Regions from separate parts of the Triticum aestivum genome. Here region 2 is linked to region 1. A link is a contact called in public Hi-C data. All regions are on one chromosome and are shown on one strand. Each heading gives the region's core, a stretch centred on a gene start, on an enhancer-like site or on the middle of the called end of the contact. The rest is flanking DNA. Distances are from core to core; before and after follow the strand shown. Region 1 holds the start of LOC123189045 (forkhead box protein P4). Region 2 holds the start of LOC123185428.

The links. Hi-C and Micro-C count contacts between places; a contact is called where the count stands out from the background.
Region 2: a contact with region 1 is called in a Hi-C map of leaf, with 6 times the contacts expected there. The contact joins the promoter of LOC123185428 here to the promoter of LOC123189045 in region 1. A contact is called at or near these places in 3 of 5 Hi-C or Micro-C datasets (leaf and root) and 1 of 1 datasets of contacts at active chromatin or transcription factors (leaf).

The regions. Positions count from the first base shown.
Region 1 is chr2A:477,264,688-477,272,574 of IWGSC CS RefSeq v2.1, forward strand. It overlaps LOC123189045 (forkhead box protein P4), which reads right to left and starts at 4,916. Exons shown (of 1, transcript XM_044601363.1): 1 at 3,806-4,916. The coding sequence starts at 4,892. The coding sequence ends at 4,212.
Region 2 is chr2A:477,449,654-477,457,540 of IWGSC CS RefSeq v2.1, forward strand. It overlaps LOC123185428, which reads left to right and starts at 2,905. Exons shown (of 1, transcript XM_044597305.1): 1 at 2,905-3,473. The coding sequence starts at 3,005. The coding sequence ends at 3,337.

The sequences.
Region 1 (7,887 bases), core at 3,666-6,165:
AAGCATACCATCCATGCTGGAAACTCATGGATACAGGGATATATTTTCTGTTTGCTAATGCTCATTCTAACATGTTAATAAGTATCTCTTTGCAATTGAACTATAGGACATCCTGGCAAGCAGATCAAAGTCATTATGGAGGATATGCTCAAGATGCATACTGACATGATTTTTATGTTGTGAGCTCATTTGAAGGTTTGGAAACCAGTTGGCTGAGATCCATAGTAGGTTTAGATGTATAATATAGAGAGGGAAGTAGGAGATTTCGGTAGCTAATGGAAGAACATAGTCTGGCGGCTTTGCCCCCATCGCAGGCTACTCTATTACGTACTGTTTTCAAAAAGTTATGTTTTGAGGGGAGGCAAATATTTGCTAGAACGATTTTTAACTTCCTTCGCTTATGATTATTATTGTTGTTATATATTGATGAAGGTTGTTACTATATTATGAAACTAATTTAGGATGATTTACTAGGAAATACTAGTTTTTACACAGTAAAACACGAGAGGATCCAACAACCATTGTAACTGCTCCAACAATGGGAAATATCCTGTGCACTTCTATTTTTAGCACTTAAATCTTTACTACCTCCAGTTTGCAAGAGTAGATTGGCTAGTTGGTGTGAGCTGTCTGGATTGTTTGCTTGGAAAATGGCATGCAACAGTTTTGCTGCTGATCTTGTTTGTTGGGGTAATAGGGTGTGTGTAGGCTGTGTTCTTTTATAAGAGGCTGGTCTCTGAATTGACATGATAGCAGTGATTTTTTCATGTCATACTCTTTGTGAATGCAATATTTTGTTTGTGAGAGCATCTTCAACCGGACTGGCAGTAGGTTGTACATGCTCTGGATGTGAAGAAGTTAATAATGACACCTAACAATACTGGAACAAAGCCTGGATTAGGAACGTGCCTCAGGTCGTGCTTCGATTGTCGTTTTGCAGCGATTTGCATGATATACACCCGTAAAATAATCAACTCCGTGTTTGTTCAGATCCAAAAGAATCGGGAGTATAATAATAATGAATAAATAAATGCCTTCAAACAAGAATTAATATAGTCGAGAGTCTAATAAACATGCCTTCAAACAAGAATTATCATACTCTCACCTATATTTTGTTGTATCTGTTCTCTTGTTTAGTCTGGCTATATAGGCCTGTGGGCAGTGAAGAAGTCATAGTTTGAACTTGAAATGAAGCTTGAGCTTTGGCTGCTGCAAACCCCTCTAAGAACAGTAGGGATACTTGCGAAACTTGGTGACAAGTACGCTTCCATAAGAACCGCTGAAAATTATTAACTCCAAAGTTGGTGATGATCATTGCCTCTTAGTTCAGCATCCCCACTTGACTAAGGGTGTATTTGGTTTGGGAACGAAGTGGAACGGAATGTCATGATTCCATTCCACCAGAATGGGTCGGTTCCATCTTTATGTTTGGTATGAGCAGTTCCGAGGAATGGAATGGTTACATCTTGGTGTTTGGTTTGAGAGATGGAATGTAATGGAATTGTTCATCTCATTTTATTACATGAATTAAATTTTGATAGATACCTAAACTGAATGTTGAACATTGGATTACATCGATTGTAATGAACAGATGTACTTCACCCACAAAAAAGAAAAAGATGTACTTGACGTTGCAGTACAGAAGAACACCCACGAAACACTTAATCTGAATACAAAACAGATGTACTTGACGCCGCAGTATATTGATCTAGAGTTCAGTGCCTGCAAAAACCACCACGGCGATTGTCACTGCAAACCACATGCTCCTTGGTGCGGCGGCCAAAGATCCCTGACGGTGGCGTCTTAATTAGATGCGTCCAGCCTCCAAGCCCGACTGAAGAATACGAGTGAGAGGGCTGCCCGGTCTCCATGCTCGGCTGAAGAAGATGATTGAGAGGGCCGCCCGACCTTCCTGCTCGGCGGGCGTGTCAGGTGCGCCCGCCTGGGACGTGGCCGGCGCGACGGCAAGCAGCGCCAACGTGAGGATGCGGCGGTGGCAAGTCATGGCCGCACACGGTCGGGCTGTCGGCGGCAGCACACGCAAAGATGCGGAGGGATCTGCGGCCCAGGGGAGGGGGAGACGCGGGGGTGGCCGGGGCTGCTACGAGCGCGACAGATGCTGCGGTGGCCATCCATGGCGCGTGTGATGAGGCTGCTGGCGGCGGCGTGCGCAAGGTTGGGGAGGGAGATGTGGCGCCGTGAAGGGAAAGAAGAGAAGACGAGCGAGTCAATCGAGCAGTTCTTGTCGTCCGCTTGATTCGAAGGTATCACTTGGTTCTGCATAAACAAGGAATATGCCATTCCGTGGAATCGATGGGTTCTCGTTCCTTCGACAAACTAAACACTAGAATGAGCTCTGGAGACGGAATCGACCCATTACATTTCACTTGGTGACACCAACCGAACACATCCTAAAAGGCGATGCCCTGAAGTATCCGGTCGACGCCCTATTGACCCAGTCATCCGTTTCCACACAAAGGTTAGTAGTATTACGACCACACGTCAGTGTGGAAAGCGGTCTTATATTTTTGCCGTTCCAGCCGGTGTACCATCGCTCGTCGTCGGCTGATTTTTGCGAGTGCGCGCATGCAGCATCCACAACCGGAATTGCCTGAGAGCATCTCCAACAACCGCAGTAAAAAACGCGCGCGGAAACATCGGTTTTAGTGCTCGCGGAGCGGTTGCGCGTGCTCCAGCGGGCGCGGGAGATTCCGGTGTGCACGAAAAGATCGCGCGCGTTAGTTTTGGCGCAGCGTCCGGCGTGCATTATAAATCTAGCGCCCTCCCACCGCTCTGTGTCTCGCCACACGCCTTCTGCAGCTCTTGCCACCGTCGTGCCACCATGCCGCTGCGTCGTCGGGGAAATTCGGGCTACCACGGCGTCCGCGCACGCCCCTCCGGCTCATTCTCCGCTGAGATCCGGTCTGATGAGATGCGCCTCGGCCTCGGCACATTCGACACCGCTCACGATGCCGCCCGCTTGTACGACGCGACGGCGTGGCTCCTCCGGCGGTCTCGTAGGGAGATGAACTTCCCCAACATGGCGACGCGGGAGCTGGCGCACGAGCTCGCACTTCCCCCGCGGCTTGTCACCGACAAGGACCGTCGTGACAACCGGAGGCGGGAGCGCCGGCTCGACATCACCGAGATGGACGAGGAGGCCATGTCGCTGTGGCGCCAACACTTTTCGGAGGACGTCATCAACGAGCGTGAATTCTATGTGCAAAGGAGGCCAGAGCGAACCGCCTATCGCGAGGACAGGCGTACGCGGAAGGCGGACGCGCTCTTCAACATCGAGCTCAAAGAAGCGTCGACCTGGGATTCCAACGATGAACGACGGATTGACACCTTCATTACGACATCGGAGGAAAAGGAGGAGGACATCACCGAGTCGAAGTCGAAAGAGGAGGACGACGACGAGTAGTTGAAATAAGACTATCTTTTTTATTTATTTATCTATGCTATGAACTATGTAGGCTATCCTTTTGTATCTTTCTATTATTATCTACCTATGCCTATCTATGATGAAGAACTATCTTGTTTTTTAGTATGAAATGTGTGTCGCGTGCTGTAAAGTTTAGCGTTTCTGTTGGAGCAGCGTGCATAATTTTTATTTTACTAGGCGCGCAAAAAATTGCTATTTCAGCGTCGTAAACTTATTTTTAGTGTGCCGTGTGGTTGCGTGCCTGTTAGAGATGCTCTAATATGAGTCCCTATACATCTGTGGACACGTCTGGACATGCTTACTGTAAGTGACCGGACAATAGCCATTCTTTGTTGTCCACAATCGTGTGCACCAAATCCATGGATGAATTGAAACAACATTAGAAGGACATAGATCAACATAGAACAAGAAACTTGGAACATAGTTTATCGGACAGATTGCATCGAACCCAAAAGACGTTTTGTCGGATTTTATACTACAAAGAAAATAAAATGAGATAAGGGGAGGTGGTTGGAGCTCATCGCTTGCGGTTGGCATCGCAGCGGCCCATCTCCGTATATGCATCTACGGCGGGAGGGTCGTCGTCGTCATCTATGTTGGTGGTGCCTCTCTCCGATGCTGACAAAATGTAGCTGGAGAGGCGGCGGAGGAGGCGTTGTTGCTCCTTCACGTGGCGGGCGACCTTGGTGGCGGTCGACTCCTCCCTCGCGAGGCGCTCGGACGCCTCGAGCTTGAGGCGGAGCAGCTTCGTGTTCTAGCACCGGAGTCACCTCATGTCGGAATCCGTCGTGGTCAGCAAGCGCCACATGACCTTGCGGAGGAGCGCCTCCTCCGGGTCGACGGGGCTGGAGCATGCCCACTGGCAGGAAGAGCCGGGCTCCGACGCAGTCGCTGCCCCGCTGTCGCTCGCATCGAGCCGCCTTCGCCTTGGACTCCCATGCGCGTTCGCACGAGAGCCGCGAGCACGAGCACCTACCGCTGCCAAGGCTTTGCTAGCGTCGGAGGGGAAGGGGAGACGTCCGCTCGGCTCCGGATCTGGAGCGATGCGGAGCGGAACGGGTGGGCGCGGCCCGCATCCCACCGGCAGTGTGTGGAGGAACTGGGGGTGGACGCGATCGAACTCGAGCTCCGGCCGGTGTCCAGGCGCGAGCTCCACCTCGTACAACGCGTCGCTACTGGATCTGTCGTCCTCCTCCTCGTTCCAGTCCATGGAATCGCTCTTGCTGTCGAGTCCTGGCCAGACTTGGCCATGGCTGAGGGCGGATTTGGGAGGAAGCGGAGGAGACGAGGGAAGCGGAACAGACGAGTGGACCGACAAAAGTGAGGGTTTGACTCCGGTTCGTCCGATGGGTTGGGGTATTTGTGAGGGCATTGGCGGGGATGGCGTGAGCCCTAGCTGGCCGATCCGACATGGCGCCCGTGTCCAGGCCTGTCCGGATGTCCTCATATCAGCCCCAGATAGAGTATGAGGAGTAACGATCAGTCCGATCATTTGAATGAGGTATGGGATATCCGGTTTGGTGATGTTTTTTCATCCAGTCAATGTCCGGGCAGCCCGTCCGGATGCTTGGCTGATATGGTTCGGTTGTATTTCCTCCGTTTTAAATTACTCGTCGCAGAAATGGATATATCTATAACTAAAATACAACTAGATACATTCATACTTACGACAAGTAATTCGGAACGGAGGTAGTAGATGCTCTTATCTCCTCGTTTCCGTAAAGTCCGTATGGAATTTTGCTTCTAGAAGAAAGCCAGACGACTTAAGAGACCGAAATTGCTTAGCAGACTGGGTATCTCTTATGCCAAACTACACGTGCTGGGCGTACCCCATTTAATAATGAAGCGTATTTTCATTTTTATTTAAATACTAAAAGATAAGATGCTGCTAGTAGTATCAGACTCGGTCTTCCTGCATCACTGTCGTCGGTCTAGTAGTCCATTGACTGGGACTGAATGATTCTACATAATCAGTTGCGACCAAGGAACAGAGAAGAAACCATCGCAAAAAAAAAGGAACAGAGAAGAAAGACGAAGAGATCGACGAATCAGGATTCAGTAACGAACGCAGTCATAGGCAGCTACTAGCGATCAAATTAAAGATGATGCTGGCTGAATTCAAAGTAGCACGTGAGCCGCTGTCCCTATCTCTCACGGCGACTAGGAACAAGAGTGCTCTACTTGTCTGCGCTGGTAATCAACTTTTTACATGATTCGCCACAAAATCAAGCAGCTTGCTTTCTTGTGTAAGTATAATTATCCAAGTGGGATCCTTTCATGAAAAAGGGATAACTATGACACAAAATATATCTGAAAAATGGTTTTGCTATTTCTTAGGCGCGACACGTGGGAGAAATAATTATTTTTATGTCACCTCCAAAAACCATATGATACCTTATGTAGACCATTCAATAAAATAGGATAAACATAATAGATATGATAATTTGATCAGAGACAAATGAATTTAGACATGTGATTTGGTAGATAAGATAAAAACGATAAGGACACATACAATGGAGTGAAGAAGACGGGTTCGTAGTAGCATCAGAAGCGGACAAGCATGTTTGGCTCTTGGGTGAAAAAAAAAACAAAAACAAAATCAACACTAGGTACACGCAACTATTCACACTTTTTGACCTTAAAATTTTGTTTTTTGCACTGGAGCTGACGAGAGTTTTTTCCTTTGTAAAACTTTATGTTAGTACTCCATCCGTAAAGAAATATAAGAGCGTTTAGATCACTAAAATAATGATCTAAACACTCTTATATTTGTTTACAGAGGGAGTACAACGGAAGATCAAGTTTATTTAAAAAAATAAAAAAAAATACTTTTCATAATTAGTAATTTCCCCCATATCAGGTGTATATATACCTGAGAGTCAAAGGATATTCTATCTAGAGCCATATATTATCGGCATAGAGAAAGTAGTCGTCCTTGGGGAAGTCATCATGTGCAGCCACAGAAAAAAAGATGCCAGCGGTCATGGGTAATTGTTCCAAAAACCCGATCGCCCTTGATCACAAGAGGTAGGATTTTAGAGGCCTGTTATTCCACTTTCGGTGCATGTGGAGAAACGAAATGAGGAAGTTATATGTGGTATAAAGCTCTGGAACTGAAGCGTGATCTCATATGTGTTTATATTGCACGTATGAGAGACCAGGAGAGGTGGGACTTACAAGAACAAGCGGTGATTTTTTTTACTTTGATAAATGATGGATTTTATTAGCTTAAAATGAAGATTAAGAAGATACAAACAAAATAAACACACACCCGACGTTATGTGCACACAATCAACACCAACATATGCACACAGAAATAGACCGACAAATACCAAAGTCATATAATACCGACGTTATGTGCGTGCGAGGAAAAAGAAAAATAAACACCAAAGCGATCAGATCCACGATCAGCAAACTACAAGAGGGATTGTTGGGGATATGACTATCAGGCATGACCCGCCCAGGAGAGGCCGGGTCATCCCTATGGTGGTTCATCTCAAATGAAGCCCAAGAACATATTAACAATGGCGGTTCATAGATAGGATTAGTAGAGGGCCCAAACCCGAAGGCGGCTTAAGGCCGGCAGATATAAACCGCTATGTATATAGACTTGTATTGTAAGGCATGTAAGAAAGGTCACAGAGCCGGATACGTTGTATAAGCCGACCGGGACTCTGTAAGCCGCAGGGCGTCAACCCGTGTATATAAGGGGACGACCCAGCGGCGGCTTAGAACAAGAAACAACAGATCGAGAGCCGGGTCAAGCGTATTCGCTCCCTGCTCATCAAAACCCTAGCAATACCACCTACAACTGGATTAGACTTTTACCTTCACCGTAAGGGGCCGAACCAGTATAAACTCCTCGTGTCCTTTATCCTGATTAACCCCTTTAAGCTAACCTCATCGCGATGGCTCCACGACTAAATCCTCACACTAGTACATCTGCCGAGACAATTTCACGACAGTTAGCGCCCACTGTGGGGATATCACACGATGGTTTCAAGTTCTTAGAGGGTAACTTCAAAGGGATCAAGGGATACGCCGTGGGCCGGATGGCGAAGAGCCGTCGCGGTAAGCTCTACATCGACGACGCGGGCTGGGGCTGTTGGAAATATGCCCTAGAGGCAATAATAAAAGCATTATTATTATATTTCCTTGTTCATGATAATTGTCTTTATTCATGCTATAATTGTGTTATCCGGAAATCGTAATACATGTGTGAATAATAGACACCAACATGTCCCTAGTAAGCCTCTAGTTGACTAGCTCGTTGATCAACAGATAGTCATGGTTTCCTGACTATGGACATTGGATGTCATTGATAACGAGATCACATCATTAGGAGAATGATGTGATGGACAAGACCCAATCCTAAACATAGCATAAGATCGTATAGTTCGTTTGCTAGAGTTTTCCAATGTCAAGTATCCTTTCCTTAGACC
Region 2 (7,887 bases), core at 1,655-4,154, 180 kb after region 1:
TGCAAGTCACCGTGAAGAAGGGAAGCCAGACACGGACGAAGCATGGGCTCCTCGACGGTGCCTCCAAGAAGGGCACGACACCATGGTGCTGTCACCGTCCGATCGCGAAGATCAAGTTTTCACCCGGAGCAGCATGGAGAGGAGGAGAGGCTGCGACGGAGCCTTCATGAAGCATCGTCTTTCCTAATAATCAATATACTCAACAGGAACCATCGTCGGTCCGACGTGGCGGACGCGCCCAGGCACCCTCATGTCCGTCCTATATTTGGATTGGATACGAAGGGTGCCGGACAACCCGGATGTTTGAGAGTCTTTTGAGGTGTACGTCTGGTACGAATTTTTGTGACCGGTAAGTGACCGGGCCGTCCGCCCGGGCATTTGAAGTCGGTTTGGGATGCTCGGCTGTAGATGCTCTTACACAGTTCCGTGGCTAACTTTACTAATGTGGGTCAGCTAATCATCTATTCCCGGTGGAAGCCAGATTGCATATTGCATTTTCATTTTTGTTTGATATTTTGATGGAATTAGTCATTGGTATTTTTGTTCCAAGTCGTTCTAAATTTCATGCCTTGATCACCATGTCTAAAAATACACCTTTATTTAACTGAAATGTTAAAAATCAAATGTTACATTTAGGCATGACAGATCGAAGGTTTTTCATAGCAATTTATGTTGGCACGAGAATGACAAAATTAGTTTACAAGGGCGGCAATTTCAGGTAAAAATTGAATTGAGACTGATTTGCTTTCACCAACTAAACTTGCCATACTATGCCATGTCTAAAAATGTGACGTTTGTTAGATATTGTCTAAAAATCTGATGTTCGTTAAATACTTTGGTCCTTATATAAAACAACGGAGGGAGTGTATCCTAACCGCACCATTGAATCCCTGACTTTTCTTTCCCGCAATTAGAACTCTGTTGCCCTGTCATCTTATCTTAACGTGTGACCACCACTCACACCTCCCTATTTGTACCTCACTCTACCATTATGTTGTCACACCCTTCCTCAAGGGCAGGCACGAACTGAAGCACAGATCCCAGGCTAGAAGCATGTGGTTTGATACTTTTTTAGAAGCACAGTACAGACCGACCCAACATTGATAACACACTCTTTTGTAGTCACTGCACATACATTAGCTCTATAAGGACCTTTAAAAGACTAAACAGACATATCTTACAATTGACGAAGTCGTCATATACATCTCGTAGTCAACAGACACGGTCTGAAATAAATCCATGAAATAAGCAAACACTTGTGCTAAATCTAGAACTCGGACAAGTTGGTTTCATCATAAGGAAACTAGTCATCTAAGGTATGCTTAGTTCATGGGTTTCATGCTCATTTTTAGACTCCATCGCTTGTGTCGCTCCCAGGAGAGCAGTTCGGGCGAAACCCTAGTCGTTGCCCCCACCTATCCTCCCATATAACCAACTGCCCTCATTGGAGGAAGCTGGCGGGTAAAGCCTCACGCGACGGACGGAGGTCAACGGGTCCTCGTCTCTTCTCGCCGCGGGAGGCCTCTGACCAAAGCATGGCGGTCGGCCCTTGATGGCGGACACATCTGGCAGAGCATGGACACCGGGGCAACGACCCCAAGATTATTCGATGGTGGCTAGGCTGGTTTAACGGTGAGGGCAGCGATCCCGGCGTCGTTGCGGGCCTACGAAGTAGGGACGGCGGTGGCTTGCGGTAGGATGGTGGTGGCTCCCAATAACTACTGTTGTGTGGCAACGTAGCTGGTAGCTTGTCAAGTGGTGCGGATCTGGCCGTGATATGCTCGTTTTTGTCGTCATCCCATGGTGGCGTAGGAGTTTGGCAATAGGGGTGGTGGCCCTAGTTCTTCAACGACGGCGTCCTCCGTGCTCGTGAGGACGACACGACGATTGGGTCTCGAGATGGTGAAGGCCTTCCGGGGTTGGCGGCGGGATGTTCGCGCCAACTCTAGGATCCGACTCGGCAGGATCTTATGCATGACGACTCTTGCGGCTACGCCAAGTCATGCTCGTCGTTGGTTGGTGCTATGGACGATGACTAATGTGGAGGCGCCAAGTTATACCTGCAACTGACTGGTGCTACACTCGTTGGCTCCTATGCCTATAGAGGTGATAAGTCATACATGTTGTTGTTGGACCGAAAGTGGTGTGACAATGATGGGAAGTGGTATGGAGCATCTTTGTCTTCCGGTATCTCCTACAGAGGTAATCGATCGAGACGTCGGTAGCCAGTCAAGGGTAATGTAAGATGCGGCTTCAACAACAAGTTTGCGTAATCCGATGAAAACACGAGATCTCTGATCAGGCTACGTTGATGCGTGCTTGCGTCGTGCCCTTGCTGAAAGTGGTGGACCGAAACTCAATTTGGGGATAAAAGTCCCGGGACTGGCCTATAGTTGGACTCGCCACTATCGGCGCACGTGCGGCGTTTTCTTTGGCATTCTACATTTCTCATTAATTATGTCCAACTCACAATGTTGAAAATAGGCATGTCACCTTTGTACAATTTGCAACAAAGCATCCTAGAAGTTGTTTCGTAGATGGAAAATTGCTTGTAACGTAGCCATCAGCTTTAAAAAGTGTTCCTCCACGATCGATCCAAGTTTATCTTGAGGAATAATGATGCGATTGTTAGGAAATTTCCGGGCAAAATGGTAGCCAGTGCAGTGCAGAGTGCAGACCAGCAGGGGCGGCTAGGCAAGGCGACCACAGTAATAAAGGGAGGAAAGCGACGCTGCCGACTTTGCCTCCCCCACTCCAATAATCGCTCTCTAATTAATCACCATTCTCCCACTAATCAATTTTGCTTACCCCACCCACCGTGACCGCGCTGATTGACGAGGCGGCCGGACACACCCCTCTATAAATCTCGGTCTCCCTCTCGCTCGCTTACTGCCTTCCTAGCGTGCTTCGTTCACCAATCGCCAACCTCTCTCTCTCTCTCTCTCTCTCTCTCTCTCTCCGATCTGTCGGGATTTTCACGAGGAGGATCTAGCACGCGCCGGAGATGGTGGCCCCGATCGCGGTGGCGTCGGCGGGGCTGGGGATGTTGGCGGGGGTGGCCATGGCCAACAGGTCCATGCAGGAGGGGAGGCCCGCGGCGGCGGTGCGGTGGCCGCTGCTGCAGAAGCCGCGGTGCGCCACATGCAGCGGGACGGGAAGGGTGGAGTGCCTGTGCTCCCGGTGGTCCGACGGGGACGGCTCAGGCTGCCGGACCTGCGCGGGCACCCGGAGGATGCCTTGCCGGAGCTGCGGCGGGTCCGGGACCGGACGCCGGGCGCCCGTGCGGATCGCCACCGCCTCCGCCACGCCACTCCGGCCACGGGCGAGCACGCGGTGATCGGCTCAGCTCGCGATCCGCGGCCGCGGCGCTCGATTTTGTTTTCTTGAGTTAGAAATAGTAGTACTTGTAATACAGTGTGTTATAGAACAGAACCGAATAGGGGTTTGATAGAATATAGCAAGTGAATTAGTAATGATTCCTGCCGGCCTCTTGCTGTTACTGAATCGAGCCTTGTCGCGATGAATATCTGCGCCTGAATATCTCGTGACTTCGGGCGGATGAATTTCCAAGGAATTGTTGTGCTGAAAGAATTTTTACGAGCAAGGAATGTGTCCATCCAGGCATCTAGCCAACCAACTTGGTCAGTTTTGCAGAGCGCTACTGGTGCTAAAACTTGCAGAGGATGAGCTGGGCTGCCGAGCCACACACACGCCTACACGCCAGACCATCATCCCAAGCCAGTGGCGTCCGCTATACGTTCCCCCGAGATTTTTTCGAGTGTGACTCAGTTCCACCAGTGCTACGTGTGCCACAAGAATTTCCTCCTTCCACCGTTCGGAACGCTTGAATTTTCTCCTTTACTGCGTATACAAGTAGCACTAACGACATCACAGACATGGACATGTTTGAATTAGCCGGTGAATGGTGTGCGATCTTTAATAAGTAGGGTGGCACATCCTTGAGCTGTTGCACCACTGAAACCGACCAGCAACCGCATGCTCACCTGTCAATTGCGCCCACGGTTGCATAACACAATTGTCTGCCGCCAAATCAGTTGGCTCTCTGCAGAGTCGTCCTCCATCCAAATCAATGGCAACACCCGCAATTTATTTGGCCAACACATGTCCCTTTAACATTTATTTTTTATATATAATCTGTTTATGTTCCCGACTGTTCAGCAGATTGTAGTGGTTATTTTATTGCCCTCAAAACACAAAGATGAGCGCTGAGCTAAGCTATTAGGTGAACACATGAAACGCAATATCCAATGGAAGGGACCAAGTCTTGCTGGAGCTCCTCTTAAATGGTTAATATATTATGCAGTTGCGATAAGCATGGGCTTAGTACATCTTCTTCTTTTCCTATCAATTTTTTGGGATACTATTAAGCAGGAATTGCTCAATCTCTTTTGAGATTTTGACAATGACCCTGTTTCCTTATAAATTAAATTCCAGTCTCATCACCCCAAGGGCATCTCTAACAGCAAACCGCAAAAATTCTCTCGCATCCGTTCGCGGACAGGGCATGGATGCGAAAGGACATCATCCAACCGTATCCGCATATATTTTTACAGCAACCCGAACAACCGGATGAAATTCATGCAAACATGGCCGGATTTTATATAAACATGACGGATCTTATATAAAAACTAGATGATAACCCGCACGTTGTTGCGGGAATCGGTTGCAGTATATTTAGATGATATTTGATTGTGTGGAATATAAATATTTGGATTAGTAACATGTGAACCAAAATAAAAAAAATGTATACAACGTAGTATATTTTATTAGGTACAGTTGTAAAATATTTGTTGAATATAAGTAGAATAATAGAATGAATTTTTTTCCATGCATGGTTGCATGTGGTGGTTGGTTTTTTCCCATGCATGGTTGCATGATGAGGTGGGTCTTATCTCATTCATAATTGTATGGTGATGTGGCATGCTTCCATGTTGAGATAAATAAGTTAGTGGGGATGAATCTCTTAGTTATATAGGATGCCGGATTTTCAACATGACGGATTTCAGTACATTTACATCAGCTAAGCGGTGCTAGTCCGGCTCTAGAGGTATAATAATACCTAATCAAAATCGCCGCCCGCGGATCCCTTTGTTTTCCTCATGTCCGGCAGCCAGATCACCGGACTGCCGGGAGTCTCGGAGGTATATGCTTCAACACAAAGGACGGCTCGCTTCCCCATCACTCATCGAAGTGGAACCCTCGGCTGATGCTTCAACGGGAGGGGAAGGCGGCGCCTCCGCTTTCGTGGAGCCCATGTGGGATCGACAGAGGTCCTTGCAAGAGAAAAACCGGGCTAGACGTCGGCTGTGTATGTCGGCGTCGCATTGGCTGTGGCCTTCATGGGGCCCAAGCGGCGGACTTCCGTGTTATACTCCTCCTCGATGATGGCGGCGGAAGCGGAGGCGCCGGCCACCGACTCGTCGCGCTCCGTGCACTCGGCTTATGTCTCTACCTGCATGGCATAGTCGCAGGCATGGGAGGCACGGTCACAGGCACGGGAGGCGCAGTCGCAGGCACGGGGTGGCGCGGTATGATGCAGCGTCGTCGAAGGCAGCCATGACGCTCGTGCCGTCGTGCTCCCCGCATGCTGGCGTGGAGCAACTCGCCACTTCTCATCGAGTGGGCCTGGAGCGGCAAGTTGCTAAACCACACGCCGGCTTGGGGCGACAATTTGCTCCGTCGAGTCCGGCACGGGAGGTAGAGTAGCGAGTTGCCTCGCTCGTATCCGGCCGGCTCGGTGGGCCACCAGCCGGTTTGTGTGCCGACAAACTGCTCTTCGAAAGGCATCAGAAGAGTGGTGAAGGAGGAGATGGGGGAGCGACAGAGGGGTGCGATTCTTGATGGGCGTCTGGCCTCGTTTAAATAGAGGGTGGACAGGAGAAGCTCAACTGGCGTTGCGTTTAAATGTCGGCCCGCTCATGAACGGACATGTGGCCGAAGTAAGTTTCTCGACTTCCAGGCGGGTTTAATGGAGGCGTATGAATGCGGCGAGGAGGCCTGTTCAGCTGGACGGGTAGCAGGCGGCACCCTCAGCCGGCGAACCGCTTCAATGGCGGAGGTAGTAAAAGGTCGTGTCCTCCCTAAGCCGCCTTCAATGCGGAGCAACGCACTCTACATCAGCATTAATGCGGGCAGCTGGCGCTAGGCGGGGTGCGTGCACGGGAGGGGGAGGTTTTTTTGGTGAGCCAGGGCGGTCAGAAGCGGGCTTGGGAGCGGTCCGAACTCCCGCAAACCTTCCCCACTTTTGTATCTGGTTTGCAAGAGAAATCGCATCCAGACTGCCCCGCGGACCGGGTCTGGTCGGCGGTGGATGGCATCCGCGGTCCGGACAGCGCAACCCGAATGGTTGCGTAAGGCTTGAGGGTCGACGTTGGAGATCTCCTAAATTCCCAAAGGAGAGGCCAAAACTCTAAGGTTCCAACCTATTGCCCTCACCGGTGGGGAGCTACAGTGCCAAACCTGGACGGGCTAGTAAAAATGAAAATTCAATATTTTTGCACTCATGATCCAGTTTATTCTCAAGACTTTGTGTGGTGAGTACCCCCCCTATATTTTCCATGGGATGTACGAGGCACATGCCTTTTGGTAACACGTAGCTAGTGGCCCTCACTAACTGTGACTTCAAATTACTAACAAACTGGATAAGTGCTTCAATAGGCTTATTGATGGAAACCAAATTGCCTTCATTAGAGGCAGATATATCCTTGAAAATCTGGTCACAATTCATGAGATTATTCATATCAATAGATGATCGTTGATAACAAAGCTATGATGCAACTCCTAGAATGTTCGGCGAGGGGTTAAGACACTCCAAACACTCTACACATGCGACAAAGGACTTTACCCAGGTTCAGACCATTATGATGTTGTATACCCTATTTCTGATTTGGTGTTCTTCATATATCGATTTCTTCTAACTCTTAAAAATGATCTCTCCCTCCCTTTATATGGCGCCAGGGGGAGTATCTTCTTACGACCATCAGGGGTTGACCCTCGCAACCCGAGGGGATGGGACGTAGTAGGTGAACACCCCTGTACCGTCACGTCACCATGCCCTGGGGTGCCAGGACTTCCCATGTCAACCGATCTGACAAGGCCTCGCCGTCCTCGACCATGTCGTTCGCCTGTTGAGGCTCGTTGCCTTTGTCATCCCATCTTGTCCCATCAGGCCCATGGCGTGCCCGGCCGGACAGGGATGGGCGAGCAGTCATGTCTCCTCCGTCTTCACAACGCTTCCCCATGATGGGGGTTGCATCTGTATGATGTCGCCAGGAGTTGGTCATTCGCTTCGAAGACATGAGGGGGAGCCCGATGTCTTCGAGGGCAAACAACATCCTCGGGGCGAGTTGCTGGGGGCATGGCTATCCGGGCTCGCCCGCAGAGCCCCCATCCCAACTTGCCCAACGAATGTTGCCGGGGTGCATTCACGACCTGACCAATCTGCATGGGGTGGGGACTGGGGACCCCTGCACTTACACCGCTGATGGTAGCAGAAGAGCGGGCCAAAGAACAGTTGGGCAGGTTGTCGAAACGTCAGCCGCCAGGCATGAAATCCGAGGCGTCCCCTCTAACCGGCGAACAATTTTGCTTCTTGGACTGGAATGATCATAAGTCGTCCCTTCGGCCAGTGGTACGACACAGGGAATGCCACCCTCTACTGCCCTTCAAGGGAATTTAAGTCCTACAACCCCCTAATTCCCATTCCTTAACAACATGTTTGGTAAACACTCGGGTAGGGAAATGGGAGTTTGCACAAGGGTGTTTATGAAGGGATTAGGCATGGGAAATAGATTTTTACTCCCATTCCCTTGTTTGACATATGATGAGAATTGGCGTGCGATAAAACTCTGCTCACGAATTAATAGG